2 separate regions of the Sus scrofa genome follow, and region 1 is linked to region 2. The links are chromatin contacts, called in public Hi-C maps. All regions are on one chromosome and are shown on one strand. Each heading gives the region's core, a stretch centred on a gene start, on an enhancer-like site or on the middle of the called end of the contact. The rest is flanking DNA. Distances are from core to core; before and after follow the strand shown.

Region 1 (5,841 bases), core at 1,405-3,904, 120 kb after region 2:
GGGATTTTCTTTTCTTTTTTCTTTTCTTTCTTTCCTTTCCTTCCTTCCTCCCTCCCTTCCTTTTTCATGAGGAGAGCCCTGGAAGATTGCCCCCAGCCCTCCCACCCATAAGAAAATCAATCACTCCATTGAAAATAGACATGTGGGGTAGGAAACCAGGAGAAACTTGAAAGGGCAAGTCCCTAAACATTTATGTTTGGGCTCCTGGCTGGTTGTAAGGAGCCCCAGGAGGGTGGGAATGGTCTGCAAAAGGCGGAGGTGACCTGACCGTAGCCTGCACAAGCCCCAAGGACCCAGATCTCAGGGAAGCCAGTGGTGGCTGGGGCTGGGTAAGCTCAGGGGCACTCCCTGCTGCACAGACAGAGGGGCAGAGGGCCCCAATAGGACTGCAGGTTCTAAGATGCTTACCCTTCCATGTCCCAAACACCTTCCTAAGGCAACGACGTACAAGGGCCCTTCACAAATACAAGAAAAGGCCACAGGAGAGGGAAAGCAAGGAAAGTGCCCAGGTTTACTCTTAAAAATGTAAATCCCCAGAGAAACCAGTCTGAGAAGCAATAAGAAAGGAAGGAGCTTTCGTCGTGGCTCAGCAGTAACAAATCCAACTAGCATCCATGAAGATTTGGGTTCAATCCCTGGCCTCACTCAGTGGGTTAAGTATCCAGCGTTGCCGTGAGCTGTGGTGTAGGTTGCAGACATGGCTCGGATCCTGACTGGCTGTGGCGTAGGCTGACGGCTGCAGCTCTGATTTTGACCCCTAGCCTGGGAACTTCCAAATGCCGCAGGTGTGGCCCTAAAAAGCAAAACAACAACAACAACAACAAAAACCAAAAATACACACAAGGCAAAAGAAAAACAGGCAATTCTTAGAACATGAAAAGTGAGTTGACAAAAAACATATAAAAAGAAGCCTAAACTTACTAAAAGAAGTTAAAATTGCAATGTTATTAACGCTATTTATTCCACATCCAACAGGTTTAAAATATGTTCAGTATGTTGTTCAGTATTCTATTATAACCTTATAATAGTGAAGAGTTGAAAGCATTCTCAACACCCATTTACCAAAAGAATCTAACACAGTGCAGGGCGAAAATTAGTGAATTAAGCCCACATACCTGCCTGAGAGAGAGCATCTCAGACAACTGAGGGGCAAAGTGCCCAAAAAAATGCAAACCATGAAGCCAGCTACCAGGACTGTGCCAAAAAGGTAAAATTTTACCTTTGTTTTCTGAGGGTTTTTTCCAGCTGGGCCTGATTGGCATAATAAAGATCAACAGGAGAAAAGCATAAAAAACGTATTAATACAAGTTTTTCCTGATGTGGGACCCTTCATAAGGATTGATGACCCAAAGATGGCAAACTCAACATGCTTTTATGTTAGGTTGAACACAGAGGTCATGGGGAGAAAATAAACTACATGGAGAGGCTAACGGAAGATTATTTTCACAAGGTTTGTACAGAATTCTCTTGGTCTCAACTTCTCCTCCTTGATGTTAAGTCCATTACTTTCCTTCTGGTGCGTGGAAAACCTTTTCCTATGGCAATTTCATCTCCTGTTCTTAATAAAAAGACAATCAGGCAGTTCCTGTTGTGGTTCAGCAGCTTAAGAACCCAATGTAGGAGTTCCCGTCGTGGCGCAGTGGTTAACGAATCCGACTAGGAACCATGAGGTTGCAGGTTCGGTCCCTGCCCTTGCTCAGTGGGTTAACGATCCGGCATTGCCGTGAGCTGTGGTGTAGGTTGCAGACGCGGCTCGGATCCTGCATTGCTGTGGCTCTGGCGTAGGCCGGTGGCTACAACTCCGATTCGACCCCTAGCCTGGGAACCTCCATATGCCGCGGGAGCGGCCCAAGAAATAGCAACAACAAAAGACAAAAGACAAAAAAAAAGACAAAAAAAAAAAAAAGAACCCAATGTATACTCTGAGGATGCAGGTTCCATCCCTGGCCTTGCTCAGTGGGTTAAGGATCCTGCGTTGCCACAAGCTGTGGTGCAGGCCTGCAGCTCCAGCTTCCATTAAACCACTAGCCCGGGAACTTCCATATGCTGCAGGTGTGGCTTTTAAAAAAAGAAAAGAAAAAAAAAAAAGGCGAATCAGTGTCTTTCTTGCATTTGCTGTTTCTTCAAGTATCTTTGACTCAAAATCGTCAATATGCCAAAGCAGCCTATTTTGGGATGGTAGTTCTGAACTCCTTCAATTACAGACACATAGCCACAGCCACCACCAGATTCCTGAATGTGGTTTCCTCCGAGGAGACTGAGGTGGAAGCACCCAGGGTGGCCCTCACTTACGCCTGATCCAAACGGGGGATACACGAGTACTCATATATTATTCTTTATAATAATAAATTAAAACTACCATACCAACAAAAAGGTCACGGCAATAAACCAAAATTATGTCAGACGGGCTTTCTCTTGGACGGGTGTTTTACGCGAGCCCTCAGCACAGCAACTTATCAGCCCTCACTTCGCGGCTTGGGACCCCCTGTCAAGCACAGGCGTCCTGGCGCCACAGACCCTGGAGCTTGCAGGGGGTGGGCGGATCCCCCGACCTCGCCGGCCCCGCCCCGCCCCCGCCCCCGCCCCCGCCCCCGCCCGGCGCTGCTCGCGGTGCTTGCCGGGAGGAAGGGGTGTGGGTGGGCGGGTTGCCTGGCAACAGGCAGCCGGCTCGCGCCAGTCAGTTAAGGTCTGGTGACTTGAGCTGCCCCTGTGCTCTGGGCCTCTTGAGTGCGGCGGGTGGTTCCGTTATTGCCAAGCGGCATCCGAGGCTGACGGGAAGGGGAGGGAAAGGACCCGGGAGCGGAGCGTAAGGGAAGGATCTGGGGCGCAAAGAGATCTGGGGCGGAGACCCCGAGGGGCGAGGGCAGGGAGTGCAGCCTCCTGTCGGCGGTGGGAGGAACTGTTCGGGTCCCTGGGGGAAGACAGGGAGAAGGGGAGACAGGAGGGCGCGAAGAGACGAGGGTGGACCCAAAAAGTGGAGAGAAAAAAGAAATGAAGGAACCGAGCAGGGCGGCCTCCTGACAAAGCTGAGTCCATGGCGACTTTCCCCAGCCTTAGAAGCCCCTTCATTAAGCAGACCATAATAGACCCCTACTAATTTTTAGATCAATATTTTTTATGCACAGGATGGGAGAGGGAAAGGGTGGAGGACAGTCAGGAGACCTGAAGCAAGAGCCCAGTTCCAGAGCAGGAAGGAACCTCAGAGGTTACTGTCACTTGCAGGTGAAAGTGTGACCGCAGCTCTTTCCGGCACCTAAAGCTCTCTTAACCACCCTTCGTCTTAGCTCTACCTGTGGGAGACTTACCTTTGGGTTGAGGAGAAAGAGGGACAGATGGACAATAGCAACGCAAGGAAGGGATGCCAATGGGAGGAGAGAGTGAAAGCACCCTGGGGGCACACCCTGGTGAGAACTAGACACTAGTTTTAAGGGAAGTCTGTGTCATGAACACCCCAGTCCCATTTCAGGGCTTCTGGATGAGGTGGACCAAGTGTAGGACTAGGGGGTCAGAGCAAGAAGCCTCTCAGGATCCCTTGTCAATAGGAGACTTAACATGGGGTTCCCCCCCCATCTTGTTCATGCTTTGTTCATCCTTTGCCAGGGCACCTTGGGGACCCAGCCCACCTCCCTCAGGGAGGACCTTGGCAGTCTTCTGGTAGAATCTGTTCTGACCTTAGGTGAATGGCCCCTGTAGAGCAGGTTACATCCCAATGGGGAGGTTACTGAGCTCCCCGAAGTTTTCTGAGGCTGCTTTGTCATCTGTAAAATAATCACAGCTCTTATCTGTTCCTGAGGTGGTTATATCTAGTGAGACACAGTGCTTTTAAAGGGCATGGGGCCCTCAAATGCAAAGACGTGGTACCAGAGAGCCCAGTCCATGTGGCTTGAGGAAGCCACTTGGAAGGGGCTAAAGCCAACCTTTCCCAGCCAAGGCCTGCTGCCACCACCTGCAGGGCCAGGCCACCTCAATGGGCTGCCAGTCTGTTTGTCCTTGTCCTCCCTGGCCCAGCTCTGAGTCCAGAGACCTGGATTTGAATCCTGGATCTGTCACTTACTAGCTGAGTGATCTTGGGCAAGTCATTTCAGCTTTCCTGCTTAAGTAGAGCTAAGATGGCCTGTGAATGAAACCATATAAACCAAGGCATTTCTGGCTCCAGAGGGAGGCCACTGCTGTGGGGGAGGAGCCCCGGCCAGAGAATCTGTTAGAGACAGTTATTTTGTCATCGACTGGCATGGCCTTGGGACAAAGCATCGCAGCTGTCTTGACCTCACTAACTGCCTAGACCTCATCCCTCATGTCATGCTGTCATTATCAACACTGTCAACTCCTTCAGCCTTAACATTGGCCTTGGCCTCAGTTTCCTTCTGTGTGACTTGGAGATGATGACTCCTGCAGAAATCAGAAGCTTGGGATAAGGAAGATCTTAGGTCACATGACAGTTTACCTGCATGAGGTGGGATGTTCAGTCCTGGACAGCAGCAGATGGCACAGCATAACAGAGCTGCGGAGAACATCAGGGGCCCCATTAACAGCCAGTAAGAGTCTGATCCATAAGCAGGAGGGCATTGAGTCTTGAGCGAAGAATTGGTTGGAAAAGCAGGCTGAACAGAAAAGCGGGTCATTGGCAACACACTCAAAATGATAAGCACCCCTTTTTTTATATAAAGCAATTGTTTAGATTGAGAAGTTAATGAATTTTAAAAACAAGTACCACAAATATCACACAAGAAAAATATCCAGACATCTTTATTAACTGTCACATACCTTCACCTTTCAAATGCTCCCTTCCCTGTATTTCTTGACTACAGGCTTTGATTACTTTTCTTTGTGACAATGATTTTATAGTATTTCCTATAGAAAATAGATAATTTCACCTCTTCTTTGGCAGTAAGCATATCCCAGAAGCCATTTATGCACCAAGATACAGTGATGGTAATTTTAAGCAGACTCAGGAGTGACTTCAAAGCATGTGAATCCATGCCACCCCCCCACCCCACATTAGTGATCCCCCAATTTTACCTTCCCCCTTAGCCACACCCCAAATGCCCACAGCTACTCCCACAGTTTTGTGACAGCAGGAATTTACAGTGGAAAGAGACAACCAACTTATAAAAATATCTTCTGCAAATTTTTCAAAAGCACCTGAAAGTTGAAAGCATGTTTGGGACCCCTGAAGAGGCACACAGGTGCCCTGGAGCTTAAGCTCTGCTTACCTTGGCTGTGAAAAATCCACCTTTGCTCTGAGTAATTGCAGCAGTGCTAGGCTCCAGGTTCGCCCCGGGGAGTTGAAGGGAGAGGAGCAGACACCTTTGACCACTGCCAAGCACTGGCTGACTCTTGAATTTTGCCTCATTTTGTGTGGACACACTAACTCCTCTGCTCCATCCACTGCAATATGCACAGCAGGGAGGTTCCTGGCATTTGTGCCCACCCCAAAAAGCCCTCCTCCAGACGGGAAAGGGTCCTTGGCCCTTAGCAGAATTCTCCCTGCTGAGCCCACCACACCCTCTCCTGTGCACACACAGCTGGTCAAGCTGATCCAGAGCACAGGCCATGTCCTGAGCCCTGAGCAGGAGAGGGGTGGGACTGGCAAAGCGATCCCTGGTTCAGGTCCCAGACAGGCCTGGCAGAGCCTCGGCCATATGCCCTTCACCTGCCTGTCTTCTGAGAGGACAGGGGAGGGGGAAAATATAGAAGAAGAAGAAGAATTGGAAGAAAAGCTTGGAAAGGAGGGCAGGGGTGAGGATGGGTGCTGGTCCTGCCACTGACTGGTTGTGTGACTGTGGGGAGGCCTCTTACTTTACCCCTCTGGGCCTCAGTTTCCCCTTAAAGTAGGGCCGC
Region 2 (6,329 bases), core at 2,302-4,801:
CACCAAGCTCCCTCTAATTGCTTTCCTGTGTGGACTGGTGTTCACAGGTGTGATGTATCCTCTTACTGCAGAATGAATGGAAGGCAGATAAGTCCAGCAGGGTCCAGAGGAAATCAGAAGGGAACCAGCTACTCTAAGCCCTGGGGAGGTGCTTGCACGGCCGGCCTAAGGGTGCAGAGGCACAAGCTGGTAGGTGGCAGGCCAGCCAGCAACTTTACCTCTGTCCCCAGTGGGCAGGGTAGTACCACCCCAGCACACCCCCCCCCCACCCCAAGAGCTCAGAGCAGGAAGTCAACACCACTCTCCACTGCCCCTCTGGAGAGCTCTGAAGCCCAAGTGAACAGGAGCCACACACGGGAGGAAAGGGCACAGCCACATCCCACCCACAGCTGCAGAGGACCCTGTGCAGGTCCCTAGCCCATGGGAGCAGCCCTCAGCTCCTGGCTGGCAGAGAAGGTCACCGAGCCAGACTATAACCACGTGAATAATTCATGGAGCCCAGACTCTGGTCCAAGCACTTAATACAAGTTACCAAATGTCCCCTGCCGCCCTGAGAGCCAGGCATCCTCAGATTGCTCTTGAGGAAACCCAGCTTTAGCAGCTGAGCCCCCAGTGGGGTGGGAGTCCCTGGGAGCTAGTTAAACTGTTTCCAAGGGAGCTGAAGCTGGGTCAGTGGCATGCCGGTGTGCTGCTGGGCCAGCCTGTGCCATTGCCCATCAGTGTGCCATCCACTTACAGGGGGACTGGGAAGCAGGGCTGTGAGGTCACTGCAGTCTGGGCAGGTGGCTCCCCAGGGAGGGGACAGACAGCAGATACCTCCGCTGGCCTAGGCACTGCGCCAGGCTGTGAGGTCCATGGCACTCACTGTCTCCAGTAGACTGTGGTCTGGGGAGAGCTGCTTCCTGGAGGAACAGGCGCTCCCCATCCCCAGATTCCCAATTGGCTGGCCAGTCCTTGACTCCCCTAGTTACTCAGCCCTCAGCCAGGGCTCTGGAAGGCCTGCTGGGAACAGATGGGGCAGCACCCCCAGGCCTCAGCATCAGTCTCTGGGCCCTGCTGTGGGAGTGTCCCAGTCTTTCCAGAGTCCTAGGCCCCTCTCGCTGTCTCCTGCTGCCCCACCCTCAGGACTTGGATTGGCCCTTTCCCCACTCTGCTGTCTCTGGTCATGCCCATCGAGGCATTAGGCCCGGCTCACACAGCAGGGCAGAGAAGCCAGCACCCCTGGGAGCACTCAGAAAAGCCACAAAGGAGCCAGGCCTGGGTGCCCCATGGAGAAAGTGAGCAGGGAAGGGCAGCGGGGGCCCGAAGCTCTCTGGGGGAAGCTGCAGAAGCAGGCAGGTGGGGAGGTGACCCAGAAGGGCCTGTGTCTGCTTAGGGCACCCACACCTGTAGCATACAGAGGTTCACAGGCTAGGGTCAAATTGGAGCTACAGCTGTCGGCCTACACCACAGCTATGGCACCTCAGGATCCAAGCTGTGTCTGAGACCTACACCCCAACTCACGGCAACACCGGATCCTTAACTCACTGAGCAAGGCCAAGGATCAAACCCACCTCCTCATGGATATTAGGTTCATAAACTGCTGAGCCACAATGGGAACGCCTTTTTATCTTAATTTTTAACTTAATAACAGAGCACATATATTTTCTTCCAACATCAAAAGCTCCCTATCACTTACAAAAATGCCATCACATCACTATGCACATGCACCCTAATCCAGTCCCTTACTGGCGGGCATCTGGGGCTGAATCTTCAGGATCTTTAGGAAGAATACCAGCTGAATAGCACTCTCCACTGAGCCTCTCTCCCTCTTCTAGGGATGGACCCCCTCCCCTCAGCAGAGGTGTTCCTCACATAGAAGCAGGTGCTGTCTGGGAAGCAAGGCCTGGTGCCTGACCTAAGATGGCAGGGAGCACTCTATCCTCCTCAGTCCTCCCGGCACCAATGGGTCCTGCACCCACAGTGTGACAGGTGATCAAGGCCTCCCTCACTGCTCAGCCCAACATCCCCGTTCATGGTGAACACCATGCTTCAAGCATCCGAGGGAGAGCCTGCTTCCTGGGCAGAGGGAATCCTGCAGCCCCTTTTGGCACAAGTGTAGTGGTGACTCAGCGCTCCAAGCAGGCGAGGGCGGAGAGTCTGCTGGCATCCCAATCCTAGGACGGGGAGCTGAGGGCCGGCTGCCTTGCAGGCAGCTGGGGCTGGAAACCTTTGGCAGAGATGCAGGAGACCAGGGTCCTCTTTTCCCCAGAGAAGCCTAAAAACTCTCTGTTTCCAAGACAACCTTGGAGCTCCCAACCCCAAGCCAAGCAAGGAGTGGGTCCGTCTGTGGACTGTGAGGCCCTGAGTTCAGGAGCAGCGTTGGGGAGAAGAGCAGCACCCTCCACAGTCTTGGGAAGACAGATGCTACCCATAAACCCACACAAACCTCCCAAAGAGAGAGACCAATTGGAGAGGGGTGGGAAAGGGTGTGTAGAGCTGTGCCTGGTGCCCCTGAGTCCCAGGGCCAATGGCACTCACAAGGGCCTTCCCAGCTTCTCCAGCACATGACCCCACTTGCACCTCCCCTGGAGGGACTGGTTCCAGGGCACACAGCCAGCAGGGAGCTGGGACAACACCAGAACTCAGCCTACCCAGCTCTCCCTCCTCCCCTCTGCCTGCCCCCAAGTAAGGGGGCATCCCCCCTCCTATAGCTCGCCCATGGCTCCATTTCCTCCTGGAACTGCCCTGGGTAAGTCTGGAGGCCTTCGGGGCCAGGAGCAAGTTTTCACGTTGCCAACTCCCATACCTCCCGATGTCGCGCAGAGCTAAAAGCCCTGCACCTCCCACAGCAATGAGAGACACCGTCCTGCTCCAGACCTTAGGTTAAGGGCGCGCCAGGGGCGGCAAGTTAAACACCCCTGGGTGCAGGAAGTCAGTCCTGCAGCTTCCACTGCAAACCCATCAGGGGCGCCTCTCTGGCCGCAGGGTTGTGCAGGGGCCGCCAGGGGCGCCCTTGCCCTGCCCCCAGGAGCGGTCCAAGCTGGGCCGCGGAGGGCAAGGGATTCCCCGCGCCATGCACAGGTAATGAATCCCCAGCCAGGCAGGGGCTGGGGAAGCCAACAATTTGCCTGCAGCCAGCGCCCGCAGTTTTCCAGCCTCCGCTGCCAAATGAAACGTCGCACACCGGGTCCCCAGAACTGCCAGGCTGTCCGTCCCCTCCCCCTCCGGAGAAAAGCAGAAATAACAAACTAAGTGCCTGTAGGGAGCCCACCCGACCACTCTACCGCGGCCCCCGGCGCCCAGCCCCTCTGCCCCTCTCTCCACTCTGCGACGGGGCAAGGTCCGGCCCAGCTCCGGGCAGAGCAGGCCTGGCGCTCGCCAAGCCCTGGCACCCTCTTCCCGCCCCCGCACGGCCGCTATTTATAGCTGGGGAAGCACCGCGCGGGCCGCCGCTGCCCACCCGCCGGCCGGCTCACCATCCCCGGGAGCGGCCCGCGCAGCTCCCGGTCCGCGCCACCCGCCGCCAACTTGCTGGCTCGGCTCGGCGAGTGGCTTTCGCTTTCGCGCGCCCACTCGCGGCGCCGGCGGGTCGGCGAGGCTCGCCTGGGGCTCGCCGGCGGGCTTCTCTCGGGCCCCGCCCGCCCCTGCGCGCCGCCCACCTGGCGCTATGCGGGCGCCGCCGGGGGCAGGGGGCGCCGCGGCCCAGCAGCCGCCGACTTCCTCCGCCAGGCGCCCGAGAAACCGCGGCCCGCGGGCTTCCTGCTGCGCCAGGCGGGCCGGGGGCCGGGCGGGGGGCGGCTGTCGAGCCGGCCCGGAGGACTGAGCAAAGCTCGGAGAGCGGCGAGACGGCCGAGCGGAGAGAGGGAGGGTCGCAGCCCCGGCCCCGGGCAAGTTCCTACCCGCCGGCTACGCCGTGGCATCTGTGCACGGAGCTAGGGCGGGCGCCGGGCCATGGCGCGGAGGCTCGCTCGCTCGCTCACGGCGGGCCAGGGCGGGGCGGCAGGGCCGGACGGGGCGCGGGCGCTCGCTCGCTCGCTGCTTAGCCTGGAAGCGGGCCCAGCAGCATAACTGACTTTGCCGGCCAATCCTCGCGGGTTCCGGGCCGGACCGCCCGCGCGGCGGTGGTACCTGGGGGCACAGCCCTCACTGCGGGCAGCTGTGGGACCGGGGCATGAAGGGGCGTCCAGGAGTGCAGAGGACAAGGGCGCCAGCAGGGCTGTCGTCCCCCTGCACGCGTGTCCAGCCTCCTGGAGTTGTGTCCCAGGGCTCTCTGCCGGGCAGAGGTGTGGATGAGTGGGGCCTTGACGATCCAGAGGGGCTGTGGGAGCTGTCGACTTTCCCCGTACCATCCTTAGCGGGGAGGGCAGGGAAACTGATGTCTCCCCTAGGGGGCTTTGCAGTTGGGCAGTGAGGCCCAGCCAGAAGACCCTGGTTGGGGTGGGGGTGGGGCGGTGGGGCTGGCCAGGGAGGATCAGGACCATCATCCCCCTCAGATCTCTGCTGATGCCTGAAGAGGGCTGTGCCCATCTAAGATAAGGAATGGGCTCAGCAGGGATGCTCCCCCCGCCCCACCACCACAGTCCCAGTGAGGGAGCACAGGCTGCCCCAGAACTGGCCACAACTCCTGGTTGCTTCTTCTGCCTCTGCTGAGGAGAGAAGACCTAGCAAAGGCAGGGGTAGAGCTAGGTGAGAAGGCACTGCCCCAGCCCTGGCTGGGCACCATGCCCCATAGCCATTTCTCTCCTGCCAGCTTAATGCCTTGCTAACTGCCCTCCCCCCCGCCAAAACACCCAGAGGCAGCAGATCCAACTGGCCCCTATCCTGGGAACATCTCCCTAAGCCAGGCAGTTTCCACCTGTCCCACCCAGGCTTGCCACGTGCCCCAAGCCAAATTGGCCCAAGGCCAACCTTTAGCCGGATATGTCACTCTCTGCCCGCCCTGCCTCCAGAGGTACAGAGGCAGTGTCTCTCACCCCCTGGAGGATCAGGACTCTGCCAGGCACTGGAAGAGCCAGGTCTGGGCTCCCAGAGGTCACACACCTGCAGGGAGACAGGCCACCTTGAGGCCATGCCCACCTCAGGCTGGATCTCAGGGAGGTTCTCCAGCCACATGTCCTCAAGTCACAAGAGCAGCACACTGTCCACACTTGTGTTGTCACAACACCCACAGGGTCACACAGCAGTTAGGTCCAGTATAGCTGAAATCCACCCTCAGGCCTGGTTGGCTCCAGAGCAGGTGGGGACAACCAACCTCCCCCCACCCCTCCCCACTGTCCCCAAGTCTGGAGCAAATACAAAGGCTTACACCCTGCATGGCTCTCAATCTCACTGCATACCTGATCCTCTGTAAGGTCAGATCCAGGGAGGCTCAGCACACCCAGGCCAGGAAGAAACGGGGTGTGCTGAGAGCGTAGTTCCCTGGAAAACAGCACTTGTGTGCAGGGCCCCCACACAGAGCCTGACAGTGGGGTCTCACTGTCACAAGCAGAAGGCAGGCGTGTGGTGAGCGATGGGAGCTCAGGGGCTCTGGGGAGAGATGCCCTGGGCGAATGCCCAGGACCTCAGCCTCCTCCCAGCCCAAGCCATGTCCTGCAGCCCGAGCCATCAGTGCCAGCCTCTCCTGAGACCCAGGGGATGGGGATGGGCATCAGCACCTCTAGCTGACAGGCCATATAACAGGGAGGTGGGGCCCAGAGGATGCATGCAAGGAGCCCCCAGGGCTTCATGTGACAGTGGGGACCAGTAGGCCTGCCTGCACCAGAGCCTTGAGAATTATAGGGGCCTGAAAGAACCTTGTGCCCCTACCCCAGGACTTGTCACGACCCTATGCACGAATGCCCCTTGGGTCCTAATTGCCCACAAAGCACTTGGACATGCAGGACACCAGCCTGTGACACTGCCTGAGAGAAACAGTTCCTCACTCACAGGACCACACCTGAAGGCTCCTGCAGCACTGTGCCACCCTTACCTTGCTCCCTCAAGGCCAACAGGAGCTCCATGTGCAAGGATGGGCCAGTGTAACCTGTGAGTTGGCTGTTCTGGGTGAATCCTGGTGGTGGGAGTGTCCCTGGCCACCGGTCTGGGTGCTGAAGGGTGTGCTCCAGCCTTTCTCTAGAGTCACTCTTATCACTGGCGTGGTCACACTGAGTGCCCAGGGACTGCCTGAGCCTGCACAGGCTCCTGGGAGGAGGGATGTAGAGGTGGATGGAGGGCCTGGGCCGCAGATAGGCCCAGCATCTGAGAAGCTTATACCTCACAAGCCCCCTTGGGAACACACACCTGCTCTTTGCCTCACAGGCCCGCACCCCAGCAGGGTTGGCCCGGACCCAGAGATGGCTGCTGCCCAA

The links. Hi-C and Micro-C count contacts between places; a contact is called where the count stands out from the background.
Region 1: a Hi-C map of skeletal muscle shows a contact between it and region 2, with 7 times the contacts expected there. The contact joins two enhancer-like sites. A contact is called at or near these places in 1 of 5 promoter capture datasets (fetal skeletal muscle), 2 of 47 Hi-C or Micro-C datasets (liver and skeletal muscle) and 1 of 2 datasets of contacts at active chromatin or transcription factors (alveolar macrophages).

Annotation. Positions count from the first base shown.
Region 1 is chr14:49,822,852-49,828,692 of Sscrofa11.1, forward strand. No RefSeq gene overlaps it. Among named protein-coding and RNA genes, the nearest start is that of MIF, 15 kb to the right of the region's middle. Within about 2 kb of position 2,655, at least 75 of the 83 cell types and tissues checked have an H3K27ac peak or open chromatin away from gene starts, as enhancers often do. A contact at or near this core is called in alveolar macrophages, liver and skeletal muscle, where this site is marked.
Region 2 is chr14:49,698,835-49,705,163 of Sscrofa11.1, forward strand. All of the region lies in intron 29 of CABIN1 (calcineurin-binding protein cabin-1), which reads right to left. Among named protein-coding and RNA genes, the nearest start is that of SUSD2, 18 kb to the left of the region's middle. Within about 2 kb of position 3,552, at least 58 of the 83 cell types and tissues checked have an H3K27ac peak or open chromatin away from gene starts, as enhancers often do. A contact at or near this core is called in alveolar macrophages, liver and skeletal muscle, where this site is marked.